Linked DNA regions of Mus musculus: all the other regions are linked to region 3. The links are chromatin contacts, called in public Hi-C and HiChIP or PLAC-seq maps. All regions are on one chromosome and are shown on one strand. Each heading gives the region's core, a stretch centred on a gene start, on an enhancer-like site or on the middle of the called end of the contact. The rest is flanking DNA. Distances are from core to core; before and after follow the strand shown. Region 1 holds the start of Plau (plasminogen activator, urokinase). Region 2 overlaps Kcnma1 (potassium large conductance calcium-activated channel, subfamily M, alpha member 1). Region 3 holds the start of Comtd1 (catechol-O-methyltransferase domain containing 1).

The links. Hi-C and Micro-C count contacts between places; a contact is called where the count stands out from the background. HiChIP or PLAC-seq counts read pairs in DNA pulled down with a chosen protein or histone mark.
Region 1: a FOXA1 HiChIP or PLAC-seq map of pancreatic cancer cells shows a contact between it and region 3. The contact joins the promoter of Plau here to the promoter of Comtd1 in region 3. A contact is called at or near these places in 3 of 39 promoter capture datasets (embryonic stem cells, hippocampal neurons and pre-B cells), 1 of 115 datasets of contacts at active chromatin or transcription factors (pancreatic cancer cells) and 1 of 9 other capture datasets (pancreatic islet).
Region 2: a contact with region 3 is called in a Hi-C map of nephron progenitors, with 6 times the contacts expected there. The contact joins the enhancer-like site here to the promoter of Comtd1 in region 3. A contact is called at or near these places in 3 of 39 promoter capture datasets (cranial neural crest, frontonasal cranial neural crest and maxillary cranial neural crest), 10 of 484 Hi-C or Micro-C datasets (the G1E-ER4 cell line, the HL-1 cell line, adipose-derived mesenchymal stem cells and 5 more), 4 of 115 datasets of contacts at active chromatin or transcription factors (astrocytes, embryonic stem cells, large pre-B cells and 1 more) and 3 of 9 other capture datasets (embryonic stem cells, embryonic tail and embryonic trunk).

Annotation. Positions count from the first base shown.
Region 1 is chr14:20,834,925-20,839,737 of GRCm38.p6, forward strand. It overlaps Plau (plasminogen activator, urokinase), which reads left to right and starts at 1,738. Exons shown (of 11, transcript NM_008873.3): 1 at 1,738-1,810; 2 at 2,125-2,211; 3 at 2,686-2,716; 4 at 2,854-2,961; 5 at 3,589-3,763; 6 at 4,172-4,263; 7 at 4,408-4,630. The coding sequence starts at 2,155.
Region 2 is chr14:23,529,287-23,534,211 of GRCm38.p6, forward strand. Kcnma1 (potassium large conductance calcium-activated channel, subfamily M, alpha member 1) reads right to left here. Exons shown (of 28, transcript NM_001253364.1): 7 at 933-1,008. Among named protein-coding and RNA genes, the nearest start is that of 5430425E15Rik, 21 kb to the left of the region's middle. Within about 2 kb of position 2,530, at least 9 of the 459 cell types and tissues checked have an H3K27ac peak or open chromatin away from gene starts, as enhancers often do. A contact at or near this core is called in nephron progenitors and palatal mesenchyme, where this site is marked.
Region 3 is chr14:21,847,135-21,851,759 of GRCm38.p6, forward strand. Comtd1 (catechol-O-methyltransferase domain containing 1) reads right to left here and starts at 1,776. Exons shown (of 7, transcript NM_026965.2): 1 at 1,645-1,776; 2 at 1,407-1,534; 3 at 1,076-1,181; 4 at 868-986; 5 at 739-793; 6 at 480-613; 7 at 1-293. The coding sequence starts at 1,738. The coding sequence ends at 141. It overlaps A430057M04Rik (RIKEN cDNA A430057M04 gene), which reads left to right and starts at 444. Exons shown (of 3, transcript NM_176925.3): 1 at 444-1,945; 2 at 2,500-2,603. The coding sequence starts at 1,737.

The sequences.
Region 1 (4,813 bases), core at 488-2,987, 1.0 Mb before region 3:
GACCCTTGGAATCTTTTCTGAGCACTCCCTACTTTGCCTGAGGGGTGTGTGCATGTGTGCATGTGTGCATGTGTGCAAGTGTGTGCATGAGGGAGGGTGCTTTGTCTTCAAGATGTTCAGGGCTCATTTATACATGACCTGTCTTTATATAAGCCTATTTTATTAGATAAATTATTAGATAAATAATTGTTTTCGTCTTAACGTGATGATGTAAAATGCTGAACACAAGTGCATTTACAGTGTGGAATTGGCAACAGAAGAGATGGCTAGGCTCACACCCAAAAATAAAATGTGTAATTATTTTTTTAGAATGGCTGATACGAGGACGTGTTTAAAGTTTTTAAAACAGTGTGAAATAGTATTCAGTGAAAAATAAACATTCCTTTTATCTTTTCCTTCAGACCCACAGCCTCTCTACTACAAGGGAAGAGCAGACACCCCCACTGTTGTTGCATGTTGATAGCCCACACTAACGAGGTTTGAGTATTCCTTGCTTTTTTTTTCTATCCTGTTACAATGTACTGTTCATGTTACTGTTCACATCACTGACTGCTCTTCCAGAGGTCCTGAGTTCAATTCCCAGCAGCCACATGGTGGCTCATGACCACCTACAATGGGATCTGGTACTCTTTTCTGGTGTGTCTGAAGAGAGGACTGTGCACTCGCATACATAAAATAAATAAATCTTTAAAAAAAAGACACCCCCCCTTGATTGCTTATTTGTGTCTGTGTGCAACCACAATACCAGTGAGGTATGCACTCAGTCCTGATCTATGATCCTCTGTATTGGTTGTATTCTTTTCCAGACAAATAAATGGATTGTTCATTATAGGCATTTTTCAAAAGACCCATTGACACTTCCATAGCAGCTGCTGTGCCAAGACTTTGCTCCCACAATCCTAACATAGTAACCATTACTGCTTTTTTAAAAATCATAATTATTTTTGAGGATTTCACTATGTAAATTAGTCTGGGCTTGAACTCGCAGAGATCCACCTGCCTCTTCCTCCCTAGTGTTTAGATAAAAGACGTGCACCATTAAGTCTGGCCCTTGCCATAAATTTTAAAATTGTCTTTCAAAGATTGACCTTAAACCAAACAGCAAATCTGAATAAAATCTGACCTTGCCTTTCACCTTCTGATGACAGTATTACACTCCCTGACGACAAACTTCACTCTTGTCTTCTGATTCACTGCTTGCATTAGTGGCATTTGGAGAACTCAGCATTTGACATGTGGGAGCCTTTGTTAGTAGGTATTTTTTGTTGTAAAGGAACTGCGACTTATACCCCTCTATCAGACATCTGAATCAGTGTCGTAGGCAGGTAGGGGGACAGGTTGGAGAAGAACTGATTAAACCACTAAGGAAGAGGCTTGAGATCAGCGAGCCAATGGCTGGAGCGCCCTCACCACGCTACACTGGGGCCGCACTAGGTGAATGAAAGAAAGGAAGAATGTTCAAGCCGCCGGATCATCGCTCGATCCAGACAGACTGCGTTAAGTTTGCTCAGCTGGAAATTCCGTGACTTCGTCAAAGTTGGGAAGCAAGCGCGGTCCAGTTGCGGTGGGATGCAGGAAAAGGAAAAGGAGAGAGAGAGAGAGAGAGAGAGAGAGAGAGAGAGAGAGAGAGAGAGAGAGAGAGAGAGAGAGAGAGAGAGAGCCGCCCTCCAGCAAACCTGGGCGGGGCCAGGGCTCTGGCGGGCCCTAATAAAGGGCGAGCAGCGCCGAGCAGAGCCTGTAGCCCCAGAGCTCTGTCTGTCATCCATCCAGTCCTTGCGTGTCTGCCAGCGCCCTTCCGCTGCAGTCACCGGTGAGTGCTGTTGGTCTGAAGCAAGCCTAGCGGGATGAGGCAGCCAGGGCTCCCGCATGCCTCCCTTCCCACTACCTTGGCTGGCGGAACTGTGGGCAAGGTCACCACTCCAGCCCTTCGCGCCCCTCTACAGAGAGGTTCCATGGTGTTGTGCGGATTCAGAGCCCGCAGAGGGGAGAGACTGCCCGGCTTGGGGAGGTTGGTCACTGATGGCTTGCCCCGCAGGACACCTGGAGTGGCTTCCCTTGGTCTGTAGTAACTCTGCCACCTTCAAGCTGCTCCGCTTCTTGTCCTGACTTCTCCTTCCTTTGCAGAACTGCTGTCTAGAGCCCAGCGGCACTACCATGAAAGTCTGGCTGGCGAGCCTGTTCCTCTGCGCCTTGGTGGTGAAAAACTCTGAAGTGAGTGGTCTCGCTGCTTTAGCACCATCAGGAAGGGGCTTGCAGGATCCCTTAAGCAGCATCAGGGGAAAAATGGGGGCTGCACGGGGAACTTAGGCATCAAAGGCAGGTCCAGGCTTTCCCAGGAAATAGGACAATGTATCAGCGGAGGGCTTGTGCACCCAAAGAGGTTTGCACTATCTGGCAAGGGAGGAAGAAGCCACGGGGAGTGCCTTAGCCCAAGGGCACCTGGTTTGTGTGAAGTTTGCTTGAGTCAGTCCATGTCTGGGTGCTGGCTAGTAATAAACAGAAAGGGGAGAGACAGACAGGGGTGGGGTGGGAGAAAGAGAGAGAGAGAGAGAGAGAGAGAGAGAGAGAGAGAGAGAGAGAGAGAATATTATGAGTGAATGAATATCACTGGAAGGGATTTTGAGGTGGGGACCTGTTTATCCTGAACATGAATTCCCTAGAGCATGTCACCTTCATCTCTTGCAGGGTGGCAGTGTACTTGGAGCTCCTGATGAATGTGAGTATCTGCTTCCTTGCACAATAGTTGGCTGCACAGAGACCCTTGAAAAACCTTAGGAGACATACCCTCCCTGTCCCTGCTGAAAGGCTGGCTCCCCACTTGATCCTTGCTTACCCCTCCTTTGCATTTGCTAGCAAACTGTGGCTGTCAGAACGGAGGTGTATGCGTGTCCTACAAGTACTTCTCCAGAATTCGCCGATGCAGCTGCCCAAGGAAATTCCAGGGGGAGCACTGTGAGATAGGTATGGGGATTTGGACTTGGAATGTGGGAGTGGGGGAGGACCAGAGATCTTAGAACAGGGACAGATGGGTGGGATGCAGAAGCAGGCAGAAGCTGGCCTTGGAGGTGTGGGTCTGTTACCCCAGCACTTAGGAGGAGACTGAAGCCTGGCCTCCATAGTAAGTCCTTGTCTCAAAAGGCGGGCGAGGCGCAGCTAGAGAGACAGCTTAGTGATTAAGAACACTGGCTGCTCTTCTAGACATCCTATAGTTTGAGTTTCAGCACCCATAGAGGTGGGTTACAGCCATCTGTACCCCCAGTCCCAGAGAATCTGATGCCCTCTTCTGACCTCTTCCAGCCCAAGTGACATACATGGTGTACAGATATACATGGAGGAAAAACACTCATACACATAAAATAAGCAAACAAACAAACAAAACAGGCAGCAGAAGTTGGGAGTCACACACACACACACACACACACACACACACACACACACACACTCATGAAGTAGTGGCTATACAAGTGTGAAAAAAAAGGGTGAATCTCCCTCATATCACCTGACAGGTCTGAAACCGTGTCACCTCTGAAATGCCTGTCCAAACCGCCTCCCTTTTCTAATACTCTGCACTCCTCAAATCATTTCTAGATGCATCAAAAACCTGCTATCATGGAAATGGTGACTCTTACCGAGGAAAGGCCAACACTGATACCAAAGGTCGGCCCTGCCTGGCCTGGAATGCGCCTGCTGTCCTTCAGAAACCCTACAATGCCCACAGACCTGATGCTATTAGCCTAGGCCTGGGGAAACACAATTACTGCAGGTAGGTGGTGACTGAGTACCAAGAATCCTTCCCAAGGGGGATAGGGAGGTGGCTCAGCAGTTAAGAGCACAGACTGCCTTTCCAGAGCACCTAGTTTGATTCCCAGCATCTACAGGGCAGCTCGTGACAGTCTTTAACACCTGTTCTAGAGGATCCGATACCCTCTTCTGGCCTCACTGGGCAGGCATGCACTGTCATGAATATAGGAAAACACTTATACACATTAAAAACAACAACATCCCTTCCCCCATCGTGGCCTCTTAGAAACCTTTGTTATCACCATGGTATACCTGGGATGGGAATCCTGGCACAAGAATCCAGGTCTCTGGCTGAGCCTTTGTTGGAAGGGAGAATACAGAGAAGACATTCGGGCTTGGCATGACATTCCCTATCTCTTTGTGTTACCAGGAACCCTGACAACCAGAAGCGACCCTGGTGCTATGTGCAGATTGGCCTAAGGCAGTTTGTCCAAGAATGCATGGTGCATGACTGCTCTCTTAGTGAGTGTCGCTGACTGCTTATGACAACGGGGTGGGAAGAGACAAACTCTATTGTCACTGCAGGAGGGATGAGAAGTGAGGTGTGCCTCAGAGACTTCTTCATCATTGCTGTCTCCCCCAAACATGTGTCTCTTTCTTTTCTAGGCAAAAAGCCTTCTTCGTCTGTAGACCAACAAGGCTTCCAGTGTGGCCAGAAGGCTCTAAGGCCCCGCTTTAAGATTGTTGGGGGAGAATTCACTGAGGTGGAGAACCAGCCCTGGTTCGCAGCCATCTACCAGAAGAACAAGGGAGGAAGTCCTCCCTCCTTTAAATGTGGTGGGAGTCTCATCAGTCCTTGCTGGGTGGCCAGTGCCGCACACTGCTTCATGTACGTCCATCCCTTTGTCCCTTCTCTCTGACTCTTCCACCCAACCCCAAGACTGTCCTTCCTCCTTCCCTATGGACGGTTACAATGTCATTCTCCTGCTAACCCTCTAACCATGCAGCTTGTGGTCTTGGGTACAAGTAATACTTTGAGGCCTCTGGGGTGGAGTGGAGAGAGTGACCGGAC
Region 2 (4,925 bases), core at 1,280-3,779, 1.7 Mb after region 3:
CTGAATGATAAAAGGTGAAGGTTGACTAGTTACACAGGGACTGGAGACGTGGCTCAATGGTTAGGAACCATTGTTCTTGCAGAAGGACTGGAATTCAATTTCCAGCATTCACTTCTAGAGAGCCTAAAGCCCTCTGCTTCCCTCCAGGGGTACATCCACACATGTGCACATATCCCTACAGTAAAACACAGGCATACACATAATTAAAATATGTATAGGACTCTTGCAAAATCCACAATTATCTTGTTTAGCAGATGGAAACAAAGTCACTTATGCTAAGTTTTATAGTCTGGTGGGGGCTTCTTCTGATTGTAACAGTTTATGTGCAGATGAAATGTACATTTCATAGTAACTATTCTCTCTGAAAGCAGGCTAGAGAACTCTGCCTTGGGGAGGTAGGAAAGGTTTGACTTGGTAATAGCATTCAAAGAGTCATTAGTTTTTAAAAACAAAAAAACAAAAACAAAACCATTTGGGGGTTTTGAAACGACTTGAGAAGTCATCTAGCAAGACAGTCAAAAGCAGCTTTTTTGTGCGAGAGAAGTAGGGACAGATCCCAGGATTTGCATTTGTTGTTTACAAAGAGCTGTTGAAGTTCAAACTTTCAGTATAGGTGCCAGACTTTTCCTGGGCGTTTGCTGTGGAAGCACTGCCATCTTGTGGCCTTCTGAGGTTATTGCATACAGAGTGAAAAACTAGGCAAGTCTCCCTGAAGCAATACAGGTGAAGCTGAAAGATGTCGGTTGGTCCTAGGAACATTACTCACTATTTGGAACCAGTTTGAGGGGTGGAAGTTAAGGGTAGGGAATTCTGAAAATTGAGTAGCTTGTCCCACTTTCCTGTATGTACAGCTAAACTTGTCTCTTTCCAAGAAAACAAATGTTAAGTAATAAAACGGCCTAGCAAGGGCCTGCTCCATGCCAGCTACTTACCAAGTGGATGAATCCAGCTGCAGTCAGCCACGTGCTGATAAATATGGAGAGCAGATTCACCAGCTTGATGGAGTTACTGTACAAAGGAGACAAGAAGAGTCCCAAAGTTACAGAGAGAAGACCCGTATGGAACTGCCCGATGGTGTCACAGTCTCCCTTCTGGGGCAGAAGCAGGCTGCTGTCATCATAAGGAAATTTGACTCAGGGGAGAAACATTGGTCAGGAATGAGGCTCTCAACAGAGTCTGTAGGAAAATCACAGCCAGACCCTACATTAACCCCTCAAACGTTGCTAAAACTTAACTTGTCTAAAACAAAACCCTTCAAATATATATTAAAAAGAAACCAGAGAGAAGAGTAAATAAAATTTGTGTATCCTTCACCTAAATTGACATTTCCCCATGACTTCATCATCTCTGCAAGTATGTCTTATTTTCTTCAGTGTGATAATTCTTTCTGGTTGTATTTGTTTTGTTTGAGCCATTGTGTTGTGGACATCACCGCCCAACCTCTAATCACCGCGGCATTCTGCTCCGAAGAGCAGACACCATGCAGTAGAATCTGGACACATCTGTATATCAGAAAACGAACTGAATTCAGCAATGCGATCTAGCATACAATCCCAATTTAAATGCCAGTTGTCCTGAAGTTATATTTAATGGTGTTTCCATCACGTTCATCTTGCAGAAAAGAACTCTGTCTCCCACCTCCTGTTCTCCCATTCCCGGCCCTATGCAGCCTGTGGTGCTTTGAATAGGTATGGCCCCCATACATTCATGTGTTTGAATGCTTGGCCCAGAGGAAGCACTATTAGGAGGTGTGGCCTTGTTGAAGTGGGTGTGGTTTTGTTGGAGAAAGTGTGCCGCTGTAGGGGTGAGCTTTGAGATCTCATATGCTCCAGCTATGCCCAGTGTGGTACACAGTCACTTCTACTGCCTGTGGATCAAGACGTACAACTCTCAGCCCATTCACCAGCACCACATCTGCCCGCAGGCTGCCATGCTTCCCACCATGATGATAATGGACTGAACGTCTGAACTTTAAGGCAGCCCCAATTAAATGTTTTCCTCTATAAGGGTTACTGCCGTCAGAATATCTCTTCACAGCAACAGAAACCCTAAGACACAACCCCCGCAGAAGCTAATCCTTCTCTTTGGGTAATCCATCTATGGTAACACTGCCCTCTTTCTGCCTATTTCTTTCTCTTGGGTAATATATTATCTACTTTCTAATGGCTTAGAAGGTTAACAATGGTGACATCTGAGACTTTCACAGTATGTACGCAGTGCACCCACACACCATCATGCTGATGTTTGATGTATACTGACTAATTTCTCATAGGATCCTTCAAGATCATCTGGGGGAACTGGGAAACTGACAAGTTTAGTTCAGTAGGCCCCACAGTTGGAGATGGAAATGTGGCCATTTCAGCCACTTTCAGATCTATTACTGCACAGCCACAGTGTCATGTCAGTGGCATTGATGGCTGCTAGCTTTTGGATCCTGAGCATACCGCTAAAAGGGCAGGATGGAGGCTGTTGTTGCTCAGCCTGGGGAATTCGTAAGGGAGGCCTCCTAACAAAGGCTGCGATCATGTTTCCTGGGTGGAGCATGAGGAATGGAGCTTTCTCTGCTTGTATTTATATAACTGAAGAGAGGAATCCAAGTTCCCGGTTTGCCTGGCATTGATTCTGACAGTTCAGGACAAGAATGAGTAAACACTTCCAAAGTTGTGGGTGAAACTAGCCTTTTGAGGTGTGTGGGATGACATCCTCGGGGTTGGAAACCATATGCCAGCAAAACAGCAGACTGTCCATCCTGGGCATCTTGGTCCTCGCCAGGATCACCCACCATTTGTGGTCCCTGAGGACTGCTGGGGCTTTTTGATGTACTAAGTATTTGCTTGCGTCCTCCCCCTCTTCACTCTTTCTGCTAATGCAGGTGGTAGGTGAGAACACCACTGTCACTCACTATTGAGGAAACCGAGCATTAGGGGGTGTAGATAGCTTGCCTGGGAATCACAGCTACAAGTGGCAGGCCTCATCTAAGTAGCTTGGGAACACACTATAGGAAGCCTCAGGGATCCTCTTTTCCCTTACCCTGTAGTTTGCCCATCATCACTTCCTAACGACCAATCTCCCCACAGCTACTGACATGGGAGACCAAGGTGTCCACCAAGGACTTCCTTTACTAAATAATCCAGTGGAATTCAGCCAACATCAACATCAGCCAACAGAGAAGCCTGCCAGAGTTTTCAGGAACTTTGTGGAAGAGAGTTCTAATCCATCTCAGATACAATCCTTGAGAAGACCTCCAGAGAACAAACCCAAAAGAGATGAAGAGAGGAGCAGAATCTTAAGGAGGGAAGCTGACAGCCTGAGTGCAGATATGCCAAAAGTCTGTCACTCCCTCTGGGACCCAGTCACTCTGCCACTTGCCTAGACACAATTGAAATGGCTCACATCTAGAATGTTCTCAGAGAACATACGAATTGGCCATATCCGCCCACTTTGTGACCTGATACGGTTAGCTCCAGGGCTCTGGATGCTGTGGTATGAAGCTAGCACTCCCAAGCACAAGGCTGCTTGTGCTAACTCCTGACCTTCAAGCCTTTTCCAGACATCTCAATGAGTCACTCTGTGCTTCACCTCATATCAAGCGAAGTTCTCTGACAGAGAATGGAATTGCCAACTGAAAAAACAGAAGTTTGAGGCTTACCCTGTCTCATCAGCTATGTTACCACTAAACCTTGCTCCAGGCAAATTTCTCAATGGAAAATCAAAGCAGAGCAGCCCATTCCCCTGTCTCTCCCTTTCGAGCCCCCTAAGACGTGATCTGATATTGAAGAGAAGCAAGTAGTAGGGAGAGCAGGTAGCCTATGGCAGAGAGAGGAGAGGCATGTGCTGCTCTCTATTTCCAGGGGAGAATTCAACACCTAATTGAGTCACTTACAGACTCCCAGATCCTCAGGGCCTGCGAAAGCACTGCACCATCAAAAACCATGCAGAGTCTTTTCAAGATATTAAATCTACTGACGTCTCTTGGTGCTTTGGGGAAATGGCCTAAATATGGTGATTATTAATCTCTAAATGATTGTCACTGGGACATTAATGGTGCTTAAGGGAGCTCTTGCTGAGTGCAGAACATTTAATCACCACTGCTGAGACAGACCAGGTTTGTTGTGGAAATCTGATTAATTGTATGACATCAGCAACATCACAGATTGTTCGCACGAGGAAGTGGACTTCCAAGCTGAACCCTATGACCAAGTTAATATCTGAAAGCTATGTAGAAAACCTGCAAGATTAACCCCAATGATGGGTGTTCTCTGTCCGCTGGGATGTGGACTTTGACATCTGGAAGATGACTGCTTCAAAGGAGGGAGGGGTTGCCAGCAGAAGACATTGAGTATTTGTGGCAAAAAGAGTCATTGGAGATGGCTATCTGCAGCCTTCCTGGCCAAGCCCAAAGGCTTGAATCAAACATGAAATTATCAGTAGTTAGAGTGGCACTGACCATGCAGAGTCTAGCTCCTTGCTTTGAAGGAGAGATTGTGATCCGATCATGAAAACCTGCCCCCTCTTTTTGTAAGTGTCATTTCTGTGTTTTTATGGAAACTTGTGAATTCCCATACATGAATTCTCCGTGGCTGTTCTGGTTTGGTATATGTCTTAGTTACTTTTCTGTTGCTATCATAAGATACCAGGACTAAAGCAATTGATAGAAAAAAAGCATTTATTGGGGCAAGTCCATAGCCATTATGTCTGGGAGCATGGCAGCAGATATGCAGGTATGGCCCTAGAGCAAAAGCTGGGAGGATCCATCCTTATCACTAGGCAAGGGGAAGGGACTGGTGTGGCCTTTGACACTTCAAAGTAACACACCTCCTTCAACAAGGCCCCACCTCTCAATCCCTCCCAAACAGTTCTACCAAACTAGAAACAAGTATTCAAATACATGAGCCTCTAGAATCCATTCTTATTCAAACCACCAC
Region 3 (4,625 bases), core at 526-3,025:
GGAACCCTCCACCAAGTGAACGCTGGAAGAGGATGCTCAGAAGGTCGCGTGTCCAGTACCTTTATTGTCAGGTTTAAAAGTCAGGTCACTGGCTGGGGGTCTTAGGTTCTCACACCCAGGCCCTAAGCTTCGTGTTAACCCTAGATCTTAAAGGCCAAGGAGAGGCCATCATCCAGGGGCAGGAGGCTGATGTAGACCCTGGCGTCCCTCAGGATGCGTTCGTTCAGGTTCCGCACACATTCAACAGTCTTGTTCCTGGGCTGAGGCTGCAGCACTTCTCCGCGCCACAGGACCTACAGATGGAGGGGCGGGGCCGTCGGAAGTGGGGGGTAGCCGACCCAGAGCTTTAGCCAGGAGGGGCGGGACCTATGATACTCTGGGTGGGCTTTGGGGCGGGGCTGGGGGGTGGGGTGGGAAGAGCTGAGAAGAGTGGGTACCCAGCCACAAGAAGCAGCAGTTTTGCCTTAGCTAGTCCTTACTCTGAGTACAGCGAGCACGCCTCCGGGACGTAGGAGCTGCAGACAGCGCTCGTAGTAGGCGGTACAGTTCTCTTTGTCCGCGTCCACCACGGCTATGTCGAAGGTTCCGGCCTCGCCCGCCGCTAGGAGCTCATCTTAACAGGGACAGAGGGCATGTGCCGCTGGCTGAGCTAGGGTCTCAGCGGGCTGCTCAGGGTCGCCAGTTTTGTTCCCCGGGGTTGGACAGTGCTGTCTGGGTCCCTCCCGCACTGGTGCTCACCCAATGTCTGCAGGGCGGGCTGCAGCCGAAGGTCGATCTTCTGCTCCACTTCTGCCTGCGGAAGGAGGCCGGTCAGGCCGGCACGCCCCCGAGCCGGAGCCCGAACGGCCGCAGGTGTGGGGCTCTCACCTGCTTCCACATGGGCCGTCCCAGCTTCGGGGGCTCTGCGTCAACCTCGCAGGTCACCACGCGGCCAGCCTCCGGAAGCGCCAAGGCTAGGGCCAGGGCCGAGTAGCCCGTGAAAGTACCTGTGGAAGGGGACACTGTCAAGCTCAGTTCAGGGTGCAGGGCTGCCCTGTGACCCTGGTTTCCAGAGACCATGGCTGCGTGTTCCTACCCAGATCCAGAGCTTTCTTGGCCTTAATGAGCCGCGCCAGGTTGGCCAGAAGCTGGGCCTGTTCACAGGTCATCATGGAATCCCCCTGCGGCTGCTCCAGGGTCAGCTGTGTGGGGAGAGGGAGGTGCCATTCATACCAGTCACCCCCCCCACCTCCCCCCTGAGGTTTTGAATCATTCAGGGGCTCGGTGGCGGGTGTGGCCTAGAGGGGACAGGTCTCAGGGAACCCGGAAGCCCAGAGAGGGTTTCTGCCTAGCTCAAGGTCACACAGCCACGTGAGGTCCACCACGCTGGAAGTGGGGAGCCGGTTCTCGGTCCCAGTCCTACTGACCAGTCGCAGGCTCCGCAGCGCCGGGTGCTCTCTCATGGAGCGGCTCAGCAGATACTGCCACAGGGGATTGTCCTCAGGTGGCAGCAGGCGCTCTTGCCGCCTGGACCCCCATGGAGGCCACCGTTTCCCTGCCGGGGAGAGGGTGCCGAGTCAGGGCCTGCATTTCTGACCGGGTTCTCCGGCTCTTCTCCGCGCCCTCCTCCCATTCCCCGGACTGCAGCAGCCCAGCCCAGCTCACCCAGCAAGAGACCAGTAGCGAAGGCGGCGCCCAGCGCGGCCGAGCCCAGGGCCAGTGCGGCTGGGATAGATAGCCGAGGGACGGGCTGAGCCATGGTGCAGGTTAGCAGCGGCGGCGGAGGTCACGTGTGCTGGAGTAGCGAGGATGGGACTGGGACCAGTAAGCCGACAGGGCTCCACCTTGTCCGGGCCCTGCCCACAGAGCCGCGTCCTCGGGCACCATCTGGTGACACATGGCCGTATTGCAAGGTCAGGCTGAGAACATCTCGCCACCCGGTGGCTGCATGCGGAACTGCGTCGGGGTATGGAGTCATCTCTGCACCAGGGCTCTTGTGAGCATGGGGAGAGGGGATAAAGTGAGTGTGGCTAATGGAGGAATCCAAAGAGACTCGGGAATGCTTGCTGGAGGGGTGCCCAAGTTAAAGGAACCAAGAACCTGGTTTAGAGTCACCTGGTTTCCAAGACAGTATCCTTAGTGGCTGGGATGCTGGGTGTAGCTTTTTTGTGTGACGGTCCGTCTTTCCGAGTCTGTTTCTTTTCTGTAAAGCAGGTATTACAGCCTTACTACGATAGGCACGGGATTCCTCGCATAGTAGGTGCTCAATAGTGGTACTTGCTGTTATGGTCATTGGCTAGAGAGGGTTCCTTGGGAAGCGGTAGCATCTTGGCAGGCAGCAGCTGAGTTCCCCTTGCAAGGCTATCTGCTAGACCGGTGTTCCCTAGACATTTATTGAATATCTACTATATGCTGAACTCTGGTGGAAGCAAAAGACTGTGGTAGTTTATGACTTGGAAACAACTGGACAGGTACAACTGGAATGCAGTTCAAGTGTTACTGTCCCTCTTTTTTCTACAGTGAAATCCTTTCTAGACTTCGCTCACAGGAGACTCTGCTGACCTGCCCTCAGGGACCTAGCAATTGCTTAAGGCATCACCTGCCCCGCCCCCCACGTACGACAGGTATGTGCCACAGATAAAAAGACCCCCACCCCACTCCAGTCCTTTGGCCCCCTTCCCCCCTCCCCTGGCTTCATTCCCATCTGTCTGTCTACATAGCCACTTGCCAGCCTCTAGTCCTCTTCTCCCAGTAAACCCCCTTTATACCAGAACTGTTGCACAGTGTAATTTCTCAGGGGTGCACCTTGCCTCGGGCCACCAAGAATACTGTCTTGCAGAGTTATATTTCACAACACTCACTGCACACAACACCCGATGGAGTTCCGGTTGAAAACACCCGCACAGTGTGCCTCACACACAGGCTTAGTAGGCTATTGGTGCTGTCTTTAAGAGCTGGAGTCCACAGGGCCTCAGAGGTGGTTGCCCTGGAAGTCTGTTTCTTAACAACACTGGCCAGGCCCGGAGACCCTCCGGAGGCAGGCAGACAGGTGCAGGATCAGTGAGAGAGCCCTAGACCTGGCCAACTGAAGCCAATGCTGCTAGAATCCCGGGCCTCGGAGGTGAGGGCAGGTCTCCAATCACAATCAGGGTAGACTGGCTTCTTGACCTATCAGCATCTGTGCAGGGTGCAGGCAAACAGGAGGGGAACCTACTTTCTCTAGGGGCAGGGCGGGATCTCAGCTGCTTCTCCTAACTGCTCCTGGAACAGGCCCCTTAGACAAGCTCTTTCTTCTTGTTGACTCTCAATGACTTGAGAGTCCTGAAAATATCTCTGAGTTTGAGTCATGCTCTCCAGGTAAGGCCCGAAGAAATGTGAGTTCCTTTAGGGCTGAGCACACAGCAGGCACTAAATACGTGCTGGCGGGGCCACACTGCGGCCAGTGATAACAACGGGGCCACACTGCGGCCAGTGATAACAACGTGACAACCGGAAGCTGTTACTTAGCACCTGCTGGGTACCAGGTGCTCAACACCCAGCCATCCCTTGAAGCAGCGGTGTTGTTCCAATTTTCAAGAGAAGGAAAGTCCTGAATTGATCATCTCTCCGAGCTCACTGCCTAGCGCCTTGCCCTCCTAAATTTCCACCGTCTTTATCAGTACCTCCCTGGGACGCACACAGAGGGAAGAGGCAGCCGTGTCCCCGCTAGGCCTCTTCAGCGGGCTTGTGGCACCGAGTCCTTGTCCTTAGCCGGAGCCCTCTTCCCCATATCTGGGGACCGGGATGGCTTGCAAGTTCTCAGTGCATCTCACAGCCTTCCTCCTGCAACCTGGCTCCAGGCAGGAGCGGTGGAGGTGGGGGAAGCGGGCGAGGAGGGAGCCATGTCACCATATATCCCAGTCAGATTAAAAAACTAATTTGAAAAGATTAATGCCTTCCATTCCTGTTACGCTGGCTCTGATACCTCTGGGCCTGTGGCCGCTCTGCCTCCTGATTATTGAATTTTTATGGCCTGGTAATTAATTGCAGATTCCCTGTTTTGTTCTATTTCTTTTTCTCTGACATTTTAATTTCAACAGAAAGCACTGGTCTCTATGCAGATTCTCTCTGGAGACCCTAATGGTCTATAAAACAGAATGACTTATTCACGTGGCACCCACTTCAGCTGGCGAGCGATTGTTTGAAACCTTGCTGATCACGCAAAATTTAATTTTCCCACCTCCCTCTCCTTTTGGTCTTCATCTCTTGTCTCTTCCTATGCAGGGACAGTGCCTCTCGATCTTTTGCAGGGCCTTGTTGTAGGAGGCTGAGTCTAAAGTCAAGGCAGGGTTTGATCCCTTTCTTTGGCAGTGGGTTCGGAACTGGGTGCATGCAGATAAATGGGCATGTCTGGCCAAATTGGGTCATAGCTGTTCATAGACACAGGGCTGGGACAGACCCTTGTGCTTCTGCCCCATGCCTTCCGAATTCTGCTTCTTCCAGCCCTGCTGACATCAGGTGGGCTTGTCTCCTTCAGAGCCAGCGCCCTACCCCGCAGTAGCCTGGCTAGGACAGGGCACCAAGTGAAGGCAGAAGGTTCAATTGAACCGGAGGACTGGGAACTTGTGTCTCCAGGAGCCAGGCTGGTGAGACAAGTCAGGGGAGGG